Regions from separate parts of the Gossypium hirsutum genome. Here region 2 is linked to region 1. Evidence: chromatin contacts called from public Hi-C data. All regions are on one chromosome and are shown on one strand. The core of a region is the stretch at or near the end of the contact, and the rest is flanking DNA. Distances in the headings are between cores, read along the strand shown. Region 1 has its middle 36 kb from the start of LOC121224749. Region 2 holds the start of LOC107945361.

What was found. Hi-C and Micro-C count contacts between places; a contact is called where the count stands out from the background.
Region 2: a Hi-C map of leaf shows a contact between it and region 1, with 2.0 times the contacts expected there. The contact joins the promoter of LOC107945361 here to the enhancer-like site in region 1. A contact is called at or near these places in 2 of 34 Hi-C or Micro-C datasets (both in leaf).

The regions. Positions count from the first base shown.
Region 1 is chrD12:29,218,522-29,221,670 of Gossypium_hirsutum_v2.1, reverse strand. No RefSeq gene overlaps it. Among protein-coding and RNA genes, the nearest start is that of LOC121224749, 36 kb to the left of the region's middle. Within about 2 kb of position 1,565, at least 3 of the 9 cell types and tissues checked have an H3K27ac peak or open chromatin away from gene starts, as enhancers often do. A contact at or near this core is called in leaf, where this site is marked.
Region 2 is chrD12:29,475,235-29,478,383 of Gossypium_hirsutum_v2.1, reverse strand. It overlaps LOC107945361, which reads right to left and starts at 1,631. Exons shown (of 2, transcript XM_016879335.2): 1 at 1,061-1,631; 2 at 1-721. The coding sequence starts at 714.

The DNA of each region.
Region 1 (3,149 bases), core at 316-2,815:
CTTACTTCTTAGGATGGAAGTACACCAAAAGTAGCATGAGATTTTCATTTTCCAACAGAAATATGCCAAAGAGAATTTGAAAAAATTTAGAATAGAAGAATGCAAGCTAACAACCACTCCTATGAACTAGAAAGGGAAGTTATATAAAGATGATGGTGTAGAAAAGGTGTATGAAGGACTTTATAAAAGCATGATCGAATGCTTGATGTATTTGACTACAACAAGGCCAGGTATAACACATGATGTAAGGCTAGTGAAATTCATTTACAGATAGCAAAACATGTGATATGTTAAAGGCACTATTGATTTTGGCATTAAGTTTAGTCAACTTCAGAATTTCATTTTCCATGGATTCTCCGATAGTAATTAGGCTAGATGTGCTGATGATATGAGAAGTACTTTAGATTATCGTTTTAGTCTCGATTCAGGTGTTTTCTCGAGGTATTCAAAGAAGAAAGACGTAGTGGCTCAACCCACTATTGAGGCAGAGTACGTAGCTGTTGTTGCAACCATAAATCAAGCCTTATGGCTTAGGAAATTGCTAACATATTTAGATATGAAGCAAGAAGTGTGTATTGAGGTGTTTGTAGACAGCCAAGTTTCTATATCCCTTACAAATTATCCAGTTTTCATGGAAAAAGAAAGCATTTCAAAATAAAATTATATTTTCTTATGAAGGTTCAAAAGAAAGGAAAACTACAACTAGCTTATTGCAAAACTGAAAGTCAAATTGTAGATATTTTGACCATAACTCTTCCTATAACAAGATTTGAGTTTCTAAGAGAAAAGTTTCATGTTGCATCTTTCAAGTCAAAGGACAGATTGTTAACAGTTATGCCTAAGAAAATACTAGGAATCAATCAATGATATTCTTTTTAAATTTAAATTTGATTTTATGGTTTTTTTAAATTTTATTGTTATTTTTTGTTACAATTTGCTATATAAATTCAGCTTTTATCATTTAATAAAAATGTTTTCAGTGATAAAATATATAAAATATTCTTGTTTCTTGAATGTTTCTTTTTCACCAACAAAATTGCATTTTTTTTAATTATTACTAGGAAAATCTCTAAGCTCTTCAATCAAATAACATACAAATTAAAAAAGAAAAACAATAAGTTCAATTCTGTGATATCAATGGTTTCCACCATTGAATTTTCAGTTGATCCGAGGAAATCTTTTATGGGTTTTTGTCTTTAACGAGGATTAAGCTGAAAACAAGTATATAGCAAATATCCTCAGCATTTCTCAACTAAATAGTCAAACGCAGGGTCGACAAATGTGCAAAAGATGAAAACAAGTCCTTAAAAAAGGATAAAGAAAAAAAATCGAAACATCATGAGACAGGACCCAAGGGACGTTTACGTGTTGGGTGAAGTAAATATCAAGGATTTTCCCACAGATTTTCTTAGGAAAGTGATCTATGGCTGAGATCATGCTTGCTGGCCTTCATAGAATCTTGTTTTGGACAGCCACTAAAGAAAAAAAAATTATGGATCATTGTGCCCACCAAATTAAATAAATATTTTTTCTTGTTTCCGTAATTTATAGTAAGTTTGACACAGGATGAGGACGCCGCGTCAGTGGACACCATGACGTTACCATTTGCTCACGATTTCCCCAATTAGGTGCCGCATCAGATAAGTGGAAAAAGATTATGTAAGACATATATTTATTAAAATTTCACAAAAAATAAATGATATTTTGAATACAATAATAAATTATTTATTATGCAGAATGTTTTGGGTTCAAATATTAATTTGATTAATTTTTTATTAATTTATTATATATATAAAAGATTAAAACACACTCATAATAATATATCTTAATTTATATATATGTAAAAGTAATTTAGAAATTTCACAAATAAATTTGTTGACGATTGATATGTATCATTTATAACTATTTGATATATATATGTGTATCATTTATATATAAAATTTTAGTTTTGAGATAATAATAATACTTTAAAGGAAAAATAGTAGATAGGTTCTAATGATGAAAAGTGAATACTTAAGTAGCTTAATTTTCTTCTAAAAAGTAAGTTTAATTAATAATGGTGACAGTTATTGGAAGGTGGATAAAGTTAAGATTTTAATTTTTATTAAAGATTTAGATCATACAAATATTTTTATATTTTTCTAAAATTCATAAGCTTAAATTTTTAAAATTCAATTGATGTGATTTGATTTGTAACACCAAATTAATTAAAGAATTTATATATATACTAAAACTTCACACTGAGTGAAAAATAACATTTTGTATACAAATTTTATAGTTAAAAAATAATATTTCATATATATATTTATTTTGAGAATGATATTTTAGAAAAAAGAGCGGATAAGTGTTTTTAATGAAAAAAAAGTTATGTGGATAATATTGGATAAATTTTTTTAAGGGAGTAGATTAATTAAGAATAATGGGTAGCTAAGGAGTAGTAGATAATTGGTTGTTTTTATTTTATTTTATCAACTCTTAATAATGTAAAAATAATATTTGCATTTTTATTTAATTTTGGATAAGTGAAATCAATTAAAATGAATCAAAACGTGTTAAGTATAGTAGTAAGATACATTGTGCTCTTAATAAGAAAAAGCATGTTCCAACATTTGAGATGACATTGTTGGGAGAGGCAAGGGCGAATCTAGGGGGCAGATAAGGGCCCGGCCCCTTTAAAAATTTTAACCCTTTAATGTTTTTAAAATTTTAAATTAAAAGGTAAATTGCACTTTGGCCCCTATAAATGATAAAATTTTGATTTAATCTTTTAAAAATTATATTTTTACTATAATAAAAATTGCAATTTAATTTTGGCCTCCTAAAAAGTTTTCTGGCTTCGCCCTTGGGGAGAGGTAACCCTGAACCCCAAACCCCAAACATGTTCTATAAAATTGACATGAAAGATACTGAAAATATTAAAATAAAATAAAAGAGCGGATTTTTATTATTTTAAAACATAAATTTTTAGTCATTTAATAATATAAAATTACTATTTACATTTTTATTTATTTTATTTTTATTATTCTTAGAATATTTTAATAATTTAATTAATTGAGTTTGTGTCACCTCATCATAACACTAAATTCACTAAAAGATTTTATTATAGAATATCTAATAGTTTGATTAAAAATATGAATTATTTTAAAATA
Region 2 (3,149 bases), core at 382-2,881, 260 kb before region 1:
TTCGCCCCGGCAATAACAAGTTTCGGAAGCAGATGCTGCTCGGTTCCATGGTAAATTTCGCATTCCTTTAGTGTTCAAAGTGATGCCAAGTGGAGCTCTAACAGGACTTCTACTGTAAGTGCCCGGACTTCCCGTAGCTTGATCAACCTCTTCTCCATCCTCGACAGAGCCAGGCGGTCTGCTACCCAAAGAAAGAAACTCAGTAGCACTCTGCTGTTCTTGAACTTTACGAATTGCATCCTCACAGGTAGTATTGTTATGGCTCTTCCCATGAGGCCCTGAAGGACTTGGGCGGTCCCTCAACTTACGATCACGAAGATTCGGAGTCCGACTCTTACGAGGGGATTGAGGAAAGTCTTTGCACAGTGACTGAAGATTGCTTCTTTGGTACCCATTTGACGCTTTAACACTTAAAGAAGCTTCAAACTTGTTCTCCACCGATGGAGGAGTCTTTGAAAGCGAAGCATTTCTAACAATTGATATCAGGAGATTATTATGAAGACGAACATTTTCTCTCCCTATTGTATCAATGCAGAGCTTATCAAACTCGGGTTTCCCAATCCTAAGACTCAAAAATCTAGTAAGCAGATTGAAGTACTCCTCCGTTTTTATACGCCCAATCTTCCTTACAATCTGAGATTTCAGCTCTAAAGTACCTATTCTGGAAAATTTCCGACCACCTGGCATTTCAGTTTCCAAGTTCCTCAGTATCATCCCAAATCTAAAAATTTCAGCCAAAAGCCATATAAAGTTAAACTTATTTCTTAATCAAAATCACCAAAATTCCTAATGTCATTTCATCTTAGCAAGTCAAAGGGTGATCAAAGTCAAACGGTTTTCTAATAAATCAATAGAAACCAAAAATAAAACAAAAACTCCGACCACAAATCTACCCATCTCAAATCAGAACATTAAATAAAAGAAGGAAACACCTTAACATAAACCATGAACGAGTTCCAGACACCGAAGTTTCAGCTTTATCCATAACCCCCTCGGGAAGGAAAAAGAAGTGAAACGGTTAAGAAAAACAAACTAAAATAGAAAGAGAGCAAAAACCCACCTGAAATAACGAACTATGAAACTGAATTCACAATTTTTTTGAACTGAATAAGAGAGTAGAGCAAAAAGAGATTAGGGCATGAAGCGAGCGAGCGAGCAAGCAAAAACTTCTGTTTTTTGGAACCTTCTTTTGGAGTCATCGAGGTCAAAGGAACACGTGCGCCTTTTTTTTTTGTAAGAAAAAAAGCAAGTGTAAGTATAAACTAGTGCTGGTTAGCTTTGAGCTTAGTTGTGCGTTGGATTTGTCCGACCATCTACGCGAGTGCATTGGTTTGGTCCAAAGTATCAAACATCAAAATTTCCTTTTGTCAAGAGGAAAGTTCCAGACAGTGAGTGACTACATCACAATGCAATACAATAAAATCATTGGGGTATTCCCTGTTTTTAGATTTTTTTAGCTATCTAGTCGTTACTCTTTTTTCTTTTTTCAGAATTCATGAAATTTGAATATGATGAGAGTAGAAGGTTACCAAAACTATCTTGAAGGTGTTGATGATCATGCTAAGATCATCAGATTTGTTGACGTAAAACTTCGAAGTGATTATTTAAGTGTCAACTGTAGTGATAGTTACACTTAAACACTACGGCTGATTATTACTTGTCATTTTGAAATTCACAATTTTTGAAATAAAATATTTAGGCTTTAAATGATATTGATATTGTGAAAGTATGAAACCTCATATACGAATATCAATCCATTTGAAGCAATTTATCTTAAAGGTTGGATTGGATCGAGATAGAATTGAAGACATATCTCCATAATCCACTTTACATTAATCTTTATTATTATATTGTATCTTGCTATTTTAACAACTATTTAATAGGAGACTGAATTGTAATTAATCTCTAGCATGTTAGCAATTCTCGAAATCTTATATATTTGAGACACTTGTATATGTTTTGTATTGGTATTGATAGTACTTATTTTTTTCATAGTGGAACATGTTTTTGAGAGTGCATGAGAGAGTAAACATGTTTAGTTTACTGTGGAGAACTTAGAGGTGAGTGATTTAGATCCTGAGGTACAAAAGTGAGGTTTCTATATCAAGGTGTGATAAAACTTGAATCATTTGTTGTACTGAGATTAAAGATAGTTGATTTACTCACTGAGCTAGGCTTCAAAGATATAGGGAAAGCGAACTGCGTAAACAATCCTGTGTGTTTTGTTCTTTTGTTGTGTTCATCGTAGTGGTAATTGTAGTAGCCACTACAACCATCACTTCCATTAAAGCACTCTATTTTTCTTAGAAATTAGCAACTGTCCGTTTCAACATGTGGTATAAGAGCCTAACACTTAGCTAATGGTGTTTCCTGATTTTGTTAATTGTTAGATATGAAATGATCTTTAATTGCTCGATCCATTTATGTTGAAAGGTTCTAACTATGCTTATTAGATGGCAAGAATGAAAGCCTTCATCAAGTCCACTAATGAGAAAGCATGATGTTTTGTTCTCACAGGATGACAACCACCTATGATTGAGACAGAAGTAGGAAGAATTGAGTTAGCTTAGACCATTGATGAAGAAAGTCTTGCAAATATCATTTGAAAGCTCTTTATGTTATCTTTTGTGATGTCAATGAACAAGAATTTAAGAGGGTATCAAAGTGTACAATTACTAAATAGGCATGTAACATCCTTTAAACTGCCCATGAAAGAACCAATACATAAAGCATTCTAAGATGTAGAACCTAAGATTGCAGAGTTTACAAACCATTGGTCAATTTTATGCAAAACTTTGTGATCTGTCTAATCAAGCATTTGCCCTTGTAGAAGAATATTTCAATTCCAAATTGGTTAGGAAGGTGTTGAGATCATTACTTAAGAGATTTGATATCAAAGTCATTGCCATCAAGGAGGCAAAGTACCTAGATAGTTTATGGATTGATGAGCTAATTGGCTCGTTATAGACCTTTGAAATGAACTTGGATGAAGCCAAACGTAGCAAAACCAAAGGTGGAAGGAGTATTGTTTGGCAAGTGATAGACACAATGCCCATTATTGACTCCACTACAGTAGAAGACATTCAACAATAAATTTCTTTGCTTACTCAAAACTTCAAATTAAGCAAATGGAAGATGATACTTTTCTA